Regions from separate parts of the Mus musculus genome. Here region 1 is linked to region 2. A link is a contact called in public promoter capture Hi-C data. All regions are on one chromosome and are shown on one strand. The core of a region is the stretch at or near the end of the contact, and the rest is flanking DNA. Distances in the headings are between cores, read along the strand shown.

Region 1 (6,453 bases), core at 1,219-3,718, 2.0 Mb after region 2:
GTCCCCTATACCCTCCCCCGCCATGCTCCCCAACCCACCCACTCCTGCTTCTTTGCCCTGGCATTCCCCTGTACTGGGCATATGATCTTTGCAAGACCAAGGGCCTCTCCTCCCATTGATGGCTGACTAGGCCATCCTCTGCTACATATGCAACTAGAGACACAAGCTCTGGGGGTACTGGTTAGTTCATATTGTTGTTCTTCCTATAGGGTTGTAGACCCCTTTAGCTCCTTGGGTACTTTCTCTAGCTCCTTCATTGGGGGCCCTGTGTTCCATCCAGACTGAGCATCCACTTCTGTATTTGCCAGGCACTGGCATAACATCAAAGGACTGACTTCTAATGTGAAGGTTAACTGCTGCAGGGATAATTGGCACTGGGTTGTCAGGAATTCAGTCTCTTTTCTTTCAGAGCTCTCTGGTCTCAAAAAAAGAGAGGTACTTTGTAGTATCCTGCGACACTCACACTCACTGTGTACCAAGATGATTGTTTCTGGCTTTCAACCCAGGTAGACTGTGGACTCCACAACAATGGGGATACCTTCCTCCCTCCCTCCCTCCCTCCCTCCCTCCCTCCCTCCCTCCCTCCCTCCCTTCCTTTCTTCCTTCCTTCCTTTTCTTTGTGAGAGAATTTCATTTCAATATGGAGCTCAGGATGACCTTAAGTTCATGTTTTCCCTGCCTCTGCTTTTGGAAGTCTGCTTTTGGATTACAGGTGTGTAACATCACATCTAGCATAGGCACAATGGAATTACAAATTCACATATGCAGAGTTGCTTAGTTAACTTATGGATGATGCTGTAGTCTGTCCTAGTTTTTAATTGTGTCTATCTCTCTCTCTCTCTGCTCTGCCTATGAGACTGAGTCTTTAATGCATGCCTGCCACACAGTTAGATATGAAGAAATTTAATTAGATTTACTATAGGGCAAAAAATACATTGTTCAGGAACAGTGGTATGATGATAGTTTTAATTCACACACTGGTGTTAAGACAGGTGCCTGTCAGGTAAAGAGAAGACATAACTTAACAAGAAAGCCTTCATCCCCGACAACACTTCAATATGTGTGCATTTATGTGGGCTTTTGACTTCTTAAGTAAGGGGTGAGTTTAAATTTGTTTAATTACACTGTGCAATTCTGTGTTGAATTTGTTTCTCTTGAGGTTATTTTTTCCTATGAAGTTTCCAAGAGTGCATATAAAACTCTCCATCATTATCACTGAGCTTCTTCACCTAGATGGCTCTTTGAATGCTTACTACCACTTCATCTGAAAAGTCTTCCTTGATTTCTTCAAACTGGGACCTGGATCTCTCCCACAATATAGCACTCTTTCTCTCCACTCCCTGTTCCCCTTTAACAGTTCTTTCCAAGCTATGTTATGAGAGTAAATTGTCTCCTTCCCTCATTGGACTACAGAATTCTTCAGTGAGATACTTAGGAATGTGGGTCCTATGCATACACACTTCTAAGGTCTAGCACAGTTCCTGGCTTACAAGTTACACCTGAAAGCATGGCTGATTGAGCACATGACTTTTCTTGGGACTATATCCTTAAGAGGAGAGCTACTTAGATCGTCTTTAAAGCATATAAAGCTCTCCCATATAATTTATTTCTTAATCCCCACACATTGCCTGAAAAAAGGACTTTCATCTTCATGTAGAAGACGTGAAAACTAAAAATCAATGAGACCTGTATCTAATAACAGCAAAACATGAAACGACCAATTGTGGTTTCATTCTGAGCCCATTGCATGTATGATCAAAAGCTGTTCCAGCTGCTTCAGATGGATGAGTCATAAATCTGCTAGACATAAAATTTAGTATTACCTGAAGTCACTGAAGCAGAGACAGAAAACATGTTGATTCTCTGGGCTGGCACAAGTCCGACTACAGACAAGCTTGCCAACAACTGTTTTAAGCTCATTATAATCAATGCAAAAATATTTATACTATATGTCAGTGAGCATGCATCATATGGTTATTAGGATAATTTCCCTGAAGATTCTAAATACTTCCAAACCTGTTCTGATCTCCCAGAATTTGCTCCATGGAAGAATACCAGGTTGTGTAATGCTTCCAAATAAGTGGCCAATCCTAGGTCAGTTGGTAAAACTAGGAGAAAATACTTAGGGTCCCTACAACTGTTTATATTTATTTCATATTATTTCAATTCCATATGCTTATCACAGGAGAAAATTCCAGAGAAATATTTTTGAGAACCAATTACATTTCTGAAGTAATTTGCTTCTCTTGTATTCCCAAGGGAACAAGAGGTGGAGACGTTACTCTGATTTGCTGCAAGAGTGATCCCACCAGACAAAAAACAAAACAAACCAACCAACCAAACAAAACCGAAAGTAGTTATACACTTAATTTGAAACTTACTTCTTATGGAGGAAAGGGTTTCAGAATGACCTTGTTCCAAGCAGACCATTCCTAATATTAAAATCAGCTTGTCCTTGCTGATAGGCATGTTGAGATTCAACGCTTCCTCCTGAAACGTAGAGAGGCTGAAGGAAACAAAGGCAGCAAGCTTTGGAAGAATAGCAATAATCCAACTTAAAACAAGCTTATTTATTAACTGAGACTGGAGGCATAAGATGTCTTTGCATGTGGTTTCTTGAAAATGTTTTTTGTTAGATGTGGGGAATCAACTACAAAACTGAAGTCTTGACTGAGCAGCATAACATTCTATTCCACCTACATCAATAAGTTGCTTCCTCCAGTGTTCCTGGCTTAGCAAAGTGGTTTGTGTTTGAGGTTTTGTTGTGATTGTTACTTGCTCCTTTTTCTGTAAGAGGATTAAATATTTGTGTGTAATACTTCTAGCAAGATGCAAACAACTGTGTACTTATCCCTGATAGGTAATTGAGAACAGATTAAAGTAAGGATACCACCAATATCCAACTTGGTGAACCAATGTATTTTATTGGCATTACTTACAGGACTATGGATGAGGGGTTAGTCACAGGAGCTGAAATGACTCAAAGACAGTGCATTAACAAAAGCCTACTCCAGCATGGGTGACAAATTATAAAAGATTGAGACCTAGAGCACAATATAGTCTGTAGACAGTTGAACAAATTGAAGTGTCCTTTGTAGGCAGTTTTGTTGGTTTGAGTCTTTTCTAGACAGCTCAGTGGATCCAAGATTGTATTTCAGCAGTCTTTACTGCTTACATATGCTAGAGAGAGACCTAATGAATCTTACTAGTTTCACTGACTTCATAATATCTTTGTTTACTTCTTGAGCCTTAACTAGGCTCCCTTTACAATATCCTAAGTCTTAAGGAGGTTCTTTCCATGATAAAATGTTTTATTTCCTAAGGATTTGCTACACAACAAATATCAACATTGTCCCTTTGCAAGGGTAGATATTCTTAGCTGTTTGCAAACAGCCCACCAGAATGTACTAAAACACTTTACTCCCGTTCTTTTCCAAGTGTAACCGCATTAGCATGTATTAGTGAGGAAGAGGAGAAAAAAACCCTAATGCAGTAGCACATTCCATAATACATACTGCTACAGACTCTTAGGATTTTAGGATGCTGTTCATTGGCGTGTTTGTGAAGTTTCATTTCCCCCCATGAAAAAAGTATTCTAGAAGGCTAACAATCTTCACTTCTGTACCTTGTAGATGTCTAGACACAAAAAGTGGCTATAATTACTTCCACATTTTCCTCTTTCCTGGCTGAATTTCTTGGCACGTTGTGCTGGCTAGATTTATATCAGCTTGACACATGGGACTCTCAATTGAAAAAAAAATGCCTTAGAAGCTTTGCTTAGAGGCTAGTCTGTGGTGCATTTTCTAAGGTTACCATTGTTGTGGGAGGGTCCAGCTCACTGTGGGCAGTGTACACCTGGGCAGCTTGTCCAGGACAGTATAAGAAAGGCTGAATAAGCCATGAGGAGCAAGAGAGCTCCACTTCTCCATGGCTGCTGCACTAATTCCTGTCTCCAGGTTTCTGCTTGAGTTCCTGATCTGTTTTACCTGGATGAAGAAATGACTACAAGCTATAACATGAAATAAATATTTTCCTTCACAAGTTGCTTTTGGTTATGATATTTTATCATAGCAATAGAAACCCCAACTAAGACACATAATGTGCAAGAAATGTATGTGGATTGGCAGGGTCATAACCATGTAGGAAACACGAAATGCTTCTGTGAACTTCCTAGAAATCACATATTCAAATATAGCAAATGTCAAGCTAAAAGCCTCCTAACTCCTTTATGATGAAATTTCCAGTTACATAAACTAAATTTATGAATTAACACACACACAAATATAAATGCAAAATAATTATTTCTGTCTTTAATGCAATTCAACTTTATTGTTTAGATTTCTTTCTCTTTAAGTGCTATTATAATTGAAAACATTTTTAGTAGTCATTAGTTATTTGGGAATTGGATCATATTCATCACCCCTCCTCTGAAAATCTTCCCAGATCTATCCCTACTTTCCAACTTCCCCACCTTGTATTCTTATTTTTTCTTCAAAACCTACCAACACTAATTTGTGCTGCCCAAATGTTGTTGGATGTGTTCCTTTCCTTTGGGGCATAGTTGACTTACAAGGGGATACATTCTCAGAGAAAACTGACTCTCTCCTAATGTCTATCAGTTACCAATGGCTCCTTTGCTTCATGTCCAACTTCCCTATACATGATGTTGTTTGGTCTAGTTTGAGGATGTACAGGTCTTGTGTATGCTGGAATGACTACTGTAAGTTCATATGTGAAACTTCTGTTGTATCCAGCAGATAGGCTACTCATAGTTATACACCATCTCTAGGTGTTATATTATTTCCACCCTCTCTTCCACAATGAACCCTGAGCTTTTAGAGGATGGGTACAACATACATTTTCCATTTAGTAATGAATAAAATATTTTTAACCTTTCAAATTTGTGATTGCTTATTACATAGAAAATGTTTATACAAAGATGGAAAATAAAATTCCTGATTGAAACTTTGTCCACACATGCTTTAATTCTGAAGCTAATAGTTGAACTTCACAAACACGCCAATGTTAATTTGGGTGTGATATTGTCCCCAAAATATAGGCAGTTAATCATTGCTTAAGCCATAATTCAAACCTCAATCTTTCTTTGATAACAAGAGCTCTTGTGTGCTTTTAACAGTCTTTTGTGTTTTTTCAATAGCTTTTCAGAGTAACTTGGCTCATAGCCCTCCTGACTCCAAATGCTATTACATCCTATCTAAATTTTGTGTACTACTAATGTCCAGAAGTGCAGAAAGATGTCACTTAGACCTGGAATGTTCAAGATTGAAGAACCTAAAGGAGATCTATGAGCTGAGACCTACTGTTCTTTTCCAGGGTCACAGAATAACAAACTGAACTCTAGACTGAAAAATGAAAACTTTTTTTTTCTCTTTTTGTAAGAGTGCACACACAAGCCCAGAACCCTCAAGACACAGAAACCAAGGAGCAGCTGGGACAGGATCCTTCAGGTTTCCATCTGCACCCGGAACTGATCCTGTGCCACAGCGCTCCATAACCAAATACTACTGGGAGTGAGTGGGTCTTCCAGGAGTGCTGACAAGCCTGTGACCACAGGTAAGACCACCACTTCTGCTCAGAGGGACCCTTCATTGCAGAGCCCTCAGGTGACAGGAAATGAGGAACTGCCTAGGACAGGATCCTTTCAGTTTCCATCTGCTCCCAGAACTGATCCTGTGCCATAGCACTCTATATCCAAATACCATCTGGAAAGAGCTGGTCTCCTAAGAGTACCGACACACCTGTAATTACAGGTAAGACCACCACTTCTGCCTAGAGCCATCAGGACACAGGAACCAAGAAACAGCTCTCCATACGCAAATTTCCTCCAGAAAAAACTGTTCTCCCAGAGTACTGACACACAGGCTTGCAGGAGGGAAAACCCACAGTCAGGGACAGCAAGAACAGCTAACACCCGAGATAACCAGATGGTGAGAGGCAAGGGCAAGAACATAAGCAACAGAAACCAAGACTACTTGGCATCATCAGAACCCAGTTCTCCCACCACAGCAAGTCCTGGATACCCCAACACACTGGAAAAGCAAGACTGATTTAAAATCATATCTCATGATGATGATAGAGGACTTTAAGAAGGACATGAATAACTCCCTTAAAGAAATATTGGAGAATACAATAAACAGCTAGAAGCCCTTAAAGAGGAAACACAAAAATCCCTTAAAGAATTATAGGAAAACACAACCAAACAGGTGAAGGAATTGAACAAAACCCATCCAGGATCTAAAAATGGAAATAAAAACAATAAAGAAATCACAAAAGGAGACAACACTGGAGATAGAAAATTTAGGAAAGATATCAGTAGTCATAGATGCAAATATCACCAACAGGATACAAGAGATAGAAGAGAGAATCTTAGGTGCAGAAGATACCATACAAAACATTGATACAACAGTCAAAGAAAATGCAAAATGCAAAAAT
Region 2 (5,608 bases), core at 2,569-5,068:
CAACAAACCCTAGCAACTAAGGAAAAGAAACGCCATAATCTGCTCTCGCAGCCTGGGATACGCAGGAAGAAAAGGGAGCACAGCAAACACAACAGGTAATGCTGAAGGCTGAGCCACAGCAGCTCCTGGTGGCCTCTGTCACAAGTGAAAGAGTGGGGTACTTACCTGGAAGCAGGGAAGCTAGGGCGGAACTTGTGTCTTCCGGAGACAGACCAACACCCAGCTCCAGTGTCACCTGGGAAAGACATAGTAAGTATTCAGATTAGTTGTGAAGAACTTGGGGTGTAGGCTTCTATATACCAGAGAAGAACTGTATATGCCACCTCAGAGTACTCAGGTCAAATCAGCAGACCCTGTTAAGGCTCTGAGTTCCTATTATGAGTCAGAAACCAGGCTGAAGGGTCGGTTGGGATAAAGTCTGCCGCTTGGGTAGGTGGGAAGTCTTAAATTTATGGTAGAAGGTTACCTGAGGCAAAAAGGAGGGTGAGACCCCGAGCAGCAGCCTTCATGAACTCAGTGTTGACTCTCTGGATGTAGATGCTGCTGAGGGAGTCTTCATCGTCTCCGTAACTCACAGTATGTACATGTGGCAAAGATGACTCATTGCTAAGAAGCAGGAGCCATTGTAAGAAGGGCTCCTGTGCCTCATGGCGGCCTGAATTGTTTTAAAAGAAGGGATATGAATGGCCATTGGATGGTTGCTAGAATCTCCCTTCAGCCCATGGCATCCCCTTGATGAAATGAAGCAGAGACCAAAAGTCTACTCCAACCCATTTTCCCATCCCCCAACTAATTCTCTTAGCAATACCAGGGCTACTGTAGACCCAAGTGGAGATATTGGCACCAGCACTCATCAGGTATTCCACATCTAGACTGGCCTCGATCCCAGCTCGGCCTCGCCCTTGCTTTCCAACAACTTTTGCTACTGAGGCCTGGTGTGTAAAACTGCCACCGAATAGGCGCATGAACTCAGTCAGATCCGAGTTATGGAAGTACTGTTCCAGGAACTGTGGAAACATCCAAATCAGGAATTGTGGATCAGAGAGTGAGGCCCAGGGTAGTGAGGCACTAAAGATATCTTGAGGAGGTTGTGATGACCGCAGGGCTTTACATGGCTCACCTGGGCACAGGCCTGGCTATTGTTGGTGGTGCCTGAGCCCACATCTTTGGCTGTCAGGTTGTATCGCTGACGGAGCACAGACGGAGTCACTCCCAAGTGCAGGCTAACAGTTCCTACCTGTTGTGGTTCTGGACGTTGTCTTGGAGATGAAGGGGGGAAACGGTGCAGCCCCCCCACTGTGGAAAGGGGTCAGGCTTAAGGAGGTCTTACAGACACTACCACCCACTTCTCTACTGGAAAGATTCTATGCCTCTTTTGGCATCTAAAATTCTTCAGCCTGTAGACCTCCCTCCCACAACTTCCACCAACTCCATTGGGTTTACCAAAATCCACATGAGGGGCCAAGGCCTGGGGAAGCTGGTAGGGATGTGGGGACCTTATAACATGGGTCTTTGTAGGTCCCCCTACATAGCGATGAAACTCAGCTCCTGGGAGCAGCAGCTCAGCCTGTCTGGAAGTAAGAAAACAGAAACCATGGGAAGGAGTAGAAGAGTTGGCCTGAGCCCCACTTAGCAGCCTGCCATCATTTCCGTATGCATTACCTATACCCACAGGCTCCCAGCACGCTTTAAACTCCCCCAATTGGGGTATTTTGTCTCCTTGTAGGGACAATGGATTCTATGGGGAAATCATTACTTCTCACCGGACACTCAGCCAGCAAGTCAGAAAGTCCTGGGTGGTCACTGAATCGCAGTTCCGGGCTCCAGCTGCTGAGAGCCACTTTTGGACAGTGAGGAGGGTCAGGGGTGATGGTTGAACCAGCTCAGCTACATCCTCCAGGGTTAGGTACTTTCCTGCAGGGATTCAGAAGAGGCTCTCGTCCTCATTTGAGGCTTTCCTGGGTTGTCTGTCTGGACCTCAATCAGAGGACATCAAAACTTCCCGAGGAGGACTGTGTAGGGCTAGGCATAGTGAGAGTCAAAGGGAAGAAAAGGCTCGAGAGACATGAAACGTCATGGCCAGGAAAAATGCACAGCATGTGTTACCATGGTCACAAAAACTCAAGGACGTTAGTAAACTTTCAATATCCCATTTTAAGCTTATCTTCAAAAAGATTTCCCCAAACTTTTGGAGCCAGTTATACAGAACCTTCTAATTTAGCTCAGCTCTTCATCCTTGTTGATTTTAAACAACATAACGGTGAGTCATTCTTTCCTGCATATGAGGAGCTTCTTGGGTGCTCTAAGGATGCCCCCCCCTCCTCTCGCCTCCATTCTACACACACACACACACACACACACCCTTGCCTCACCATACAGGACTTTAAGCAGGGGAAGGATTCACTCCAGCCTGAGCACCATAGAGAATACTCTAGAATAGAGAAGGGACTGTTCTGGGGAGTGGGGTGAAGGAGAGGAAGCTTCAAACCAGTCCGGGTACTGGGCAGTAATCCAGAAAGAGAATAAACAACTGAGTTGGTAGCAAGAGGAATGGCCAGAGTGGATTAATCCAAAGACAATTTAGGACTTGAACTAGCAACAGAGGAGGGTGTGGCAGTGGCTATGAGAGTGGGGTAAGGTCCATGACTTGATCATGCACACACACTAAGTGCTAGTCCTCCATTTGAGAGCTGGTAGGGTAAGTGAACATTTCAATCTAGATCTGATTATGAATCATGTGTTCTTAAACACAGCTAGCTACCCCACACCCACCATCTTCCTGGCACTTGAACCTAGGGTTTTTCATATGCTCCGTAAGCACCCACCCTATCAATGAGCTAGCTAGGCCTCTAAAAAAAATTGGTTTTAATGTTGACAATATTGCTACACTGCCCAGGCATGCCTTGGATTCAAAATCGTCCTGTTTTAGTCCAAGTAGCTAGGATTATTACCTCATGCTACTAGGCTTAGATTTGTTCTTAGTTTTAAGACTGAAGAACTCAGGTGGAAATTTTGGTGTGTGTGTGTGTGTGTGTGTGTGTGTGTGTGTGTGTGTATGAATATGGCAGTTATTGTCATTTGTCTGTCATACCAGAAACATGGCCCTACATGATCTGCACCAGCCAGTGCCTGCCTGGTCCTGCCTCCCACTTCCTGCCCCAACTGATAGGCACCATATTGAGGAGAGCTAGGATCCGACACAGCCTGCACCAGCTCCGAGAGTCTTTCCAGGTTCCGCTGTTTCAGCGCAAAAGTGAGACTCAGCTCTTCCTCGGGATCCACGCGGCCCAGGGACACCCAGCCTGGAGGCAGCCTACAGGGTCAGGGACATGATTTGATTAGGCCATAACGAGAAATCCAGATCATGGAAAGTTTGGGATTAAGAACTGAGACTTTGGGTCGAATCCTAGATGCAGATAAGGATCATAGGAGATAAATGACCAGAGATTAAGCCGAGGGGGTGTCGAATAAGGCTACAGAGTGGGTACTAGGAGCAGTTGAGGATGAGGAAAGCTAGGACCAAGCGTCTGCAGAGACAGGCACCTGTAGTACTAAATCAACTCACATCCACCGCTGGTCCGGCTCAGGGTTGTAAGTGCATTTGCCGGCGATGACGAGAGCAAGGAGCCCTAGGAGGCTGCAGGGACAGCAGGTGGGTTTCATCAGGAGCCGAACCCTCATTGTACTCCTTCTACAACATGTAATCCCTCTAATGTAATCCCCCTTAGCTACCCTCCCCACCTCAGTTTCTCACCGGGCTTGGAGTCCCATTTTGGCTTTCAGGCTGATCTGTAGTCATGTGATAAGTCACATGAGCATGGTCTGGCACCTCCCCCATCTCCCTGCCTAGTAACTAGTGACGTTGCTGACTCCTCCCTCCCAAATGAGCTGTTCTGAATGCTGGGGCTGCTATTAGAATTCTATGCTGTGTTGAGCATCTAAGCCCAGGGCTCCTCTTCACCTGCTGCCCAAGTCTGTCTGTCTCTAAAGGAATCATAAAGGAGTGGGCTCTGAAGCCCCATAGGTATGGGCTGCTCCTGGCCGTACAATATTAGAAAAACAAGCTCTCAGAGCCTAGGTTTCTTCACTTAAAATTCAGTGACTGTTACGTAAAAGAAATGTGCCTCATACTTGGGAGTAAAAGTGGACATTGCAATAAAGCAAGCCTATGGAGCCAAGACTGACCTGGCAGACTCAACTAATGTGAGCTCTTATGAATGTGGACATTTCATGTTTCCAAGGTGTGTGTGTGTGGGGGGGGGGGGTTGGGGATTTCTTCACTTACCTACTCTTAATAATCACCATATCTTATTCCAGACCCTCAGGCTTAGGACCCTAGACTGCTTCCTACTCTGTCAGTCTCTGCAGGAAACCACTGCAGTTCAAGTCCTGACCATGTTAGAGGGGAAAGCAGCAGAGATCCCAAGGCTAGGCTTCTGAGCTCTCAGTGCCAACCCTACTCCTACATGTCCTGTTGTCCGCCCTCCCTCTGGGCCTCCTTGGCTACTGTGCCAGGTATCCACAGTGCTACGCCAGTGACTTCTGGTTACCCTGACAGAACAGAGCCAGAGGCTGGATACAAACTGCAGTTTATTAAGGCTCCAGAGTGAGAATTGGCACTTGTTCTGGGCAGGGGCAGGGATGTCAGAAGAACCCAAAAGAGCTGGGCCCAGATTGGAGGGACCTCCCCATCCCCCTAACCCCCAATAAATAAAGTCTCAGCTCCATCGCAGGGCGCTGGTGCAGGGCAGGAAGTCTTGGCTGAAGAGAACCCAAGGCTGTTGCCTCATTCTTATTTCTCTCCACACTGGATCTGGCCACAGGTCATGACCAACAGGCCCTCTGTGGTCCTAGTGCTGAAGGAACTGCAGAGAAATGTGGGACCTGTCCCAGCTATAAGAGTTTAAGGTGGAGAGCAGGGGACTGGTGGTGGCCTCCCCATAGTCAGTCATGGTCCGAGGCTGCCCAGGGCAGGCTGAGAATGGGGCCTGCTTTGGGGACACTGGACGTGTCCCAGGTCGGGGCCCAGTTAGGGCCACAGCTAGATGCGCAGCTCTGTGTCATCCGGAGGCTCCAGGCCAGACTCTGTACTGAGTGCTGAAGCTGAGGGGCCCTGGGCTACCCCGAATGGTGAGACAACGGGAGAGCGAGCAGCCAAAGGAGACAGTGAGGGTGAGAAGCTGGGGGACATGGCAGCTGAGGAGAGGGAGCCTTCATGGCTGATAGGGGAGCGGTGAGAGGCTGGTGGGAAGATGGCCCGGGCTACAGCTGTGCTTGCAGGCTTTGGGGGAACAGACTTGGCTCCTGGGTGTGCCACAGCAGTGATGAGGGGTGGTGGGTCAATACGGGGAGCTGGAGGACACGGACGAGCTTCATCCTTGAGCCGAGCAATCTCTGTGAAGACACTGGCCAGAGGCTGGAACTGAGGGCACCAGCTCAACAGGTAGTCCCAGTTATAGCTGCCACGGAGCTCTTCCTCACCAGCCACAATGGCCGTCAGTGCTCCAGCTACACACGGCTTCCCGTCTGCTGGGAAGCCATAGTCCCCAGCGGGTGCAGGGCTCAGGCCACAGCCCCCCAGGAAGGCTGTAGCAGTGGCTGGAGGCCC

What was found. Promoter capture Hi-C pulls out the DNA fragments that hold promoters and counts their contacts.
Region 1: a contact with region 2 is called in a promoter capture Hi-C map of cranial neural crest. The contact joins the promoter of Ovch2 here to the promoter of Tpp1 in region 2. A contact is called at or near these places in 3 of 39 promoter capture datasets (cranial neural crest, embryonic stem cells and second pharyngeal arch cranial neural crest).

What each region holds. Positions count from the first base shown.
Region 1 is chr7:107,798,711-107,805,163 of GRCm38.p6, forward strand. It overlaps Ovch2 (ovochymase 2), which reads right to left and starts at 2,469. Exons shown (of 16, transcript NM_172908.3): 1 at 2,382-2,469. The coding sequence starts at 2,469.
Region 2 is chr7:105,748,417-105,754,024 of GRCm38.p6, forward strand. It overlaps Tpp1 (tripeptidyl peptidase I), which reads right to left and starts at 3,819. Exons shown (of 13, transcript NM_009906.6): 1 at 3,755-3,819; 2 at 3,566-3,637; 3 at 3,174-3,313; 4 at 1,764-1,914; 5 at 1,444-1,571; 6 at 1,121-1,296; 7 at 809-1,007; 8 at 467-655; 9 at 166-235. The coding sequence starts at 3,771. It overlaps Dchs1 (dachsous cadherin related 1), which reads right to left. Exons shown (of 21, transcript NM_001162943.1): 21 at 4,573-5,608. The coding sequence ends at 5,042.